Regions from separate parts of the Sus scrofa genome. Here region 2 is linked to region 1. A link is a contact called in public Hi-C data. All regions are on one chromosome and are shown on one strand. Each heading gives the region's core, a stretch centred on a gene start, on an enhancer-like site or on the middle of the called end of the contact. The rest is flanking DNA. Distances are from core to core; before and after follow the strand shown. Region 1 holds the start of DSC2 (desmocollin-2). Region 2 has its middle 55 kb from the start of DSG1.

The links. A called contact is a pair of places that touch in the nucleus more often than the background predicts.
Region 2: a contact with region 1 is called in a Hi-C map of liver, with 9 times the contacts expected there. The contact joins the enhancer-like site here to the promoter of DSC2 in region 1. A contact is called at or near these places in 1 of 5 promoter capture datasets (liver), 6 of 47 Hi-C or Micro-C datasets (epiblast stem cells, heart right ventricle, liver and 1 more) and 1 of 2 datasets of contacts at active chromatin or transcription factors (alveolar macrophages).

The regions. Positions count from the first base shown.
Region 1 is chr6:115,019,851-115,023,056 of Sscrofa11.1, forward strand. It overlaps DSC2 (desmocollin-2), which reads right to left and starts at 1,482. Exons shown (of 17, transcript XM_021096210.1): 1 at 901-1,482. The coding sequence starts at 969.
Region 2 is chr6:115,180,783-115,183,988 of Sscrofa11.1, forward strand. No RefSeq gene overlaps it. Among named protein-coding and RNA genes, the nearest start is that of DSG1, 55 kb to the right of the region's middle. Within about 2 kb of position 1,634, at least 9 of the 83 cell types and tissues checked have an H3K27ac peak or open chromatin away from gene starts, as enhancers often do. A contact at or near this core is called in liver, where this site is marked.

The DNA of each region.
Region 1 (3,206 bases), core at 232-2,731:
CTTTTCTCCTTTCAGTGGACTCAGGAAGTCCCGTCTGGGGAACCTCTGTCCTGTGCCTTGCGGCCCGCCAGTGAGATCCCCGTCTTTTCTGCTAAGGAGGGGGGCTGTCTTTTCCAAATAAGGCCACTCTCTTTTCTTCTCCCAGCTTTAGGTAGGTGGGGTCGTTGCTACAGGATTCTCGAAAGTGAGAAAAAAAAACTAGAACCAGAGGGCGGGGAGGTGGGGTGGGAGAGAAGAATCCAGAGACCCCCGGGGCAAGAGATCCGGACGACCATTTCCCCAAAAATAAAAGGAGAAAGAAACCTCACAAGCTGACGAACAATAGGAAAGGTACAAAGGACCACCTAAGGCCCTCCTATCTGCTTTCTTCACCCGCCGAGGGTCGAGACTGCACCCTTCCCCCAATTCTTTACTCCCCCCCACCCCCACCCCCACTTTAAGATCAACCCCCAGAAAGGTGCCCAGTCCTCTCTTTCCTCTCTGTCCCTCAAGAATCTGCGCTTTCGGTCGCTCGCCTTGTCCGCAGCCAGAACCAGCACTGAGGGGGACAGACTGCCCGGCTCCTGGTGGTGCGCGAGACGTGGAGAAGCAGCGCGGGCGCGCGGCGTTCTCTAGCTCGTACCCAGCGGCCAAGGTTTTCGAAGGGCGTTTGCCGTCGCTGCCTCCTCTGCCTGCGCTGATTACATCTGCCGGAGACACCCTTCTCTCTTGCGGGATCGGGGCGCCCAGGTCGCCCTCCTCTTTCTGACTGCCCTCCCCCATCCCAGACAACTGCATTTTTCCAGCCAGCCCCAGGCCCCCGACCCCCTGCCTGGCCCGCCACCCCCACGGACCCCTGCTCCCAGACTTTCCCCTTCTCCCCCATCGCGGGACCGCGCGCCGTCCCGTGAGCCGGCTCACCGAGAGGGTCAGCAGGAGTTGTCGGCAGAGGGCTCCGCTCAGGCAGCCCGTGGATCGGGCTGGCGCCATCGGAGGACTCGGGGGCAGGTCGCCGGCCGGGGCACTTAGAGGCCGGGGTGGGAGGGCGCGGCGGAGTGAAGGGCCGCGACCGGGGCGCAGGCTGGGCCGGCCGCGCCTGAGTGCGAGGCAGAAAAGGCGGCGCGCGGAGGGAGCTGCTTTTCTTCTCGGTTTTTCTGAAGCTCCTGCCTCTCAGCCCAGGGGCTTTTCCTCTGACCGAGGGTGGGGTTACAGGCGCGTCCGAAAGACACCGATCGGCCCCTCCTTGGTATTTCCTTAAGTCTTCATTTCTGGAAGAACGGCAACAGGTGGGAACTCCCTCTGGCCGCCACCCTTTTACCTGCGCTTAGGTGTTTCTCACGGGCGGACGCCACCTATATGCCCCATCTCCCCCCCCCGCCCCGGTGTCCGCCTGGAGGATTAACAGCTGGCCCTGCCCAGCAGAAGCCCTGACTGTACAAAGACTCACTCCCCGAGCGCGCTGGGCCGCAGGAGGGGGCGCGGACCCGGGCGCGCTCCCGGCTGCGACTCCGCCCAGAGCGCTGGGGTCATTTTGAGAAGCGCAGAGGCCGCCGGGGAGCTGGAGAGGTAGCGTTTTGTGTCACAGCTGTTCAAGGGTTGACTCCAGCGAGATTGTTTTATACCTTTTTTGCTGGACTACTGCAGACATCCAAGTGCAGTTCAGACAGGGTTTTCATCTGTGCCACACCTTTTGGGAGTCTTATTTGGTTGTGGGTTTGATTTTGCCTTTTATTTTTTATTTTTATTTTAATTATGTTGTCTTTTTGCCTTTTCTGGGGCCGCTCCCGGGGCATATGGAGGTTCCCAGGCTAGGGGTCCAATCGGAGCTGTAGCCATCGGCCTACGCCAGAGCCACAGCAACGCGGGATCCGAGCCGCGTCTGCAACCTGCACCACAGCTTACAGGCAACGCCGGATCCTTAACCCACTGAGCAAGGGCAGGGATCGAACCCGCAACCTCATGGTTCCCAGTCGGATTCGCTAACCACTGCACCATGACCGGAACTCCTGATTTTGTCTTTAAAAAAAAAAAAAAAAAAAGAAAAAAATTTCATGGTCAGCATGGCAGTGATACAAGAACATTAGTTAATTAATTAATTAATCAGTTGATAAGGGAATCTAGGCATCAAGAGTGACTTACTCCAGAAAATACATCTTTCGAGTTCCTAGGCGTTGGCTAAATGTGACCTACTGATTTTCCTCAAGACTTTTGCTTGTCACAATGAAGCCAACCTGCTGACCTTATAACTTAACCTACTAAATTGGACTCAGACTAGCAGAGATTTCTCTCTTCCTTTCTCACCACCAAAACCAGAGCTTGAGGTAAGAAAAGGAAAAGAATAGGATGAAATGTATGGTTTGGTTTGAAGTATACTTAAACTAACTGAATTATAGCAGTGCTTAACCTGAAAGATTAAAATATAAAAGCAGTATGCTTTGCAGCTCTTCAGAAAGCAGTGACGGGGAATTCTGACTCATCCTCCTGCACCTCTTTTCAATTACTGGTTTAAATCGGGGAAGTCTGACCACAAAGGAGAAACTTGTCTGTTCCATCTCTTTTGGTTTGATTCCACAAGGATGTGTGGAGAAACCTGTTTGAAAAGCCATCCATGATGCTCACATTTCAGCTCTTGAAAACATGTACATCCTAATTCCGTTCTACCAAAATTTTTTCATCATTGACCAGGTACTTAAATTCCAAAGCATTGTCACACAGTGCCTACTTTACATTCTATGTTTTAGTCCCTTGCTCTATTTTATTATTACATGACACATAATGAGTTGTTCCGTTGTCTCCATACTTATAAAATTCATCATCGAACCTTTGCTTGTGAAATAAGCCTGGGTCATCAGCATGAGACTGTGGTTGACATCCTTCTGTTTCCATATTTTTTAACCCTCTTGTTTTTCCAGCAGTGATGTCATGAACACACCTCATCCTATTAATGATGAGATGATCCCGTGATCTCTAGCATGCAGCTTTCCAGGGGAAGAGAAGCAAGCTAGTTTCAGGTTTGAGAAATCTATTCATGCGCCATCACCATCCTTGACAATAGGACGTTTCTAAACTCTTGCTTACCTTAGCCTTTAATGCCTAAGGATGGCTCATGCTTTTCCACAATCCAGAAAAGGGGAGAAGAGCAATTTGAAAAGAATTCTCCTTAGGTATTTAGTTTCATCTTTCATGCTAGGTAACTGATGGAGACTTTTAAATGGTGATTTGTTTCA
Region 2 (3,206 bases), core at 384-2,883, 160 kb after region 1:
GAATGGGTAAAGGTTGGGCATGAGATTACCAATTTTTCTCATAAACATGCTGTCATTTTATTTGACACATTAAAGCATATTGATTTTTAAAAACATAAGTAGGGAACTGAAATCTTTGACTGAAATTTTTGCCCTGGGCTGAATACTCGGTAGCCTAAACAAGTTTACTGTGTTTCCTGAGCTGCACACCCATAATTCGAGAGCAGGTTATAGAACAAAATAAGGAATCTCCAAATATTTCCTCCAGTGTACCTCTTGGTATTCAGATGTGCTTTAAGCATATTTTCTGAACCCAGAAGCTCCAAACTCTTGACAAGGTACAATAGGACCAGATCTTCTTCCCCTACTAAAGTTCTAAAGATTTGTGCTCAACCAGACTTCTGCCCCCCTTTCCCCAAACCCCTGTTAAATGGATTCTGCTGAGGCTGAGGAACAGTAAAACCCAAAGCGACACATAACTTTAAGAGATTGCCCAGGAGTTCTCGTTGTGGAGCAGTGGTTAACGAATCCGACTAGGAACCATGAGGTTGCGGTTCGGTCCCTGGCCTTGCTCAGTGAGTTAACAATCCGGCATTGCCGTGAGCTGTGGTGTAGGTTGCAGACGTGGCTCGGATCCCGCGTTGCTGTGGCTCTGGCGTAGGCCGATGGCTACAGCTCCGATGCGACCCCTAGCCTGGGAATCTCCATATGCCGCGGAAGCAGCCCAAAGAAATGGCAAAAAGACAAAAAAAAAAAAAAAAAAAAAAAAAGAGAGATTGCCCAGACAAGAAGAAGAATTTCCAAGGCATCTGTGGATTTTCTAGGATTTTAGAGACTTTCAATTCTCAAGTTTCAATGTAAGAGTGCTGGCAACAATTCTGAATGAGTAACAGAAAGGATGGCTGTACATGCCCAAAGCTAGAGGGGAGGAAGTTTATGCTCTCTTATGGCACCGTGTATCTACTGGAGTCAGGAAAGAAGACTGTGGTTTCTTAGTTCGAATTTATATCTATACATCTAATAAATGTTTTCCCAAGAAGGTTTAAAAGCTTTCTTTCACATTTTAAAAGACTGAATATCTTTTTCTACTAAATTATTCTTTTTTTTTTTTTTTGTCTTTTTGCCATTTCTTGGGCCGCTCTCGCGGCATATGGAGGTTCCCAGGCTAGGGGTCGAATCAGAGCTGTAGCCACTGGCCTACGGCCAGAGCCACAGCAACGCGGGATCCGAGCCACGTCTGCAACCTACACCACAGCTCACGGCAACGCCGGATCGTTAACCCACTGAGCAAGGGCAGGGACCGAACCTGCAACCTCAGGGTTGCTAGTCGGATTCGTTAACCACTGCGCCACGACAGGAACTCCTACTAAATTATTCTTAAACTAGGACTTTTGGAAATCTGTATATAGAATAGAAATAGAAGATTGTTTGAAGCAAATAATGTTTTAGCACACATTTCTGTTTTTCTATTTCATCACAGTTGTTATTTTTATTTCATTTTATTTTGTCTTTTTAGGGCTGCACCTGTGGTATATGGAAATTCCCAGGCTAGGGGGCAAATCGGAGCTGTAGCCACCAGCCACAGCCACATCCACAGCAACACCAGATCCGGGCAGTGTCTGTGACCTACACTACAGCTCATGCCAACGTCGGATCATTAACGCATTGAGCAAGGCCCGTGTCCTCATGGATAATAGTCAGGTTTGTTGCACTTAGCCACGATGGGAATTCCTTTATTTTATTTATTCTTTTAAAATGAGAGTTGCAAGGATCCAACCTGTACCACACAGGAGCAACCAGAGGCACAGCAGTGAGGAAGCAGGAGCCTCAACTCCCTAGGCCATCAGAAAACTCCTATAGTTGTTATTTACAAAGCAAACTGCACCTCCTTAACATTTCTCACTCTGAAAAACAGATCTGCATTCTTCTCTTATCAGAGGCTGGTCCCTTCCACTGGACTTAAAGTTCAACTAGTCACTCACAGTTGTTTTAATTATTTAACAAGCTTTGCTTTCTCTGGGCAAAAGAATGCACATTGAGATGTGCTGAGAACACATTTTATTCATCTGCATATGGATGTTTTATATTTATAAACACATGTAATTATAAGCAGTTCACAGCCTATTTAAGTTACTTGCAAGTGGATGAAGCAACTGCCTGCGTACTACCTTACGGTTTTAAAGAGTATGATCAACTGGAAATGGGACTCTGGGCTTCTTTCCTTTGTTTATAAAACAGAAGATTCTCTTATAAGTAAAAAATTAAATGAAAATATTTAAATTGTCTTAAAAACTAAACTAACTATCTTTGCACATTTGGGGTGGGTGTGTGTGTGTGTGTGTTTGTGTGTCTGAATGCACGCACACTTGCATGCACATATACACATGTTCTATGTGCTTAGAAAGTATTGACACTCACAAAGGATAACTGGCCAAAGGAAAAAAAGTGCGATCCTTAAATTGACGTAATCAGTTAAGTAAAGTTTAAAGGTCAGTTGTAGACTATGTACAAAACAAGGCTACCAGATCATTTGTTTTCTACAACTAACCGAATATAATGTAGAAGATGACAATAGACACATTCGTTATGAGATTTCTAGTGCTAGACACTGCTAAGAATGTCACATTCCTTTTCGCATTTAATCTTCACAAAAGCAGAAGCAGGTAATAATAGTCCCCTCATTTTATAGATGAGAAATCAAGGTCTAGAGAATTTATGTAACTTCCCCAAGGTTTCACAATAATTAAGTGAAGAAGCCAAAATTCAAATCGGGAGCTTGATCCCATGCCCTGCTCCCCTTTATCTTCCACCAAGTCAATAGACTCCATTTCCTTTTTGATCATCTCCTAAGTGAAGGGCTAAATTGTTACGTATAAGTAAATTTCCTAAGTGTCTTAGTTGACATGAAATAAATACTTAACCCACTTAAGAGCAATGTGATCATAAATTCTAATAAAGTAGGTCATAATAACTGGAATAAAAATCTGGCATAGGCCAATTAAATAGTTTTGTTTTTACATGTTGAGCAAATAGTGACTTTCATGTAAATATCACAGAAACTCCACGGAAAAAGTATTTATTCAGTTTTACAAATGAGCATACTTGGGTTCAGAGATAAAATAGTTCTCACTGAAAATCATAATAGCTGCCTATAACCAGACAGTTACAGAGCTCATTCAAATAGAGGATCGCAACAGAATTCGTGGAAAGAAAAATGCAAATGGCCA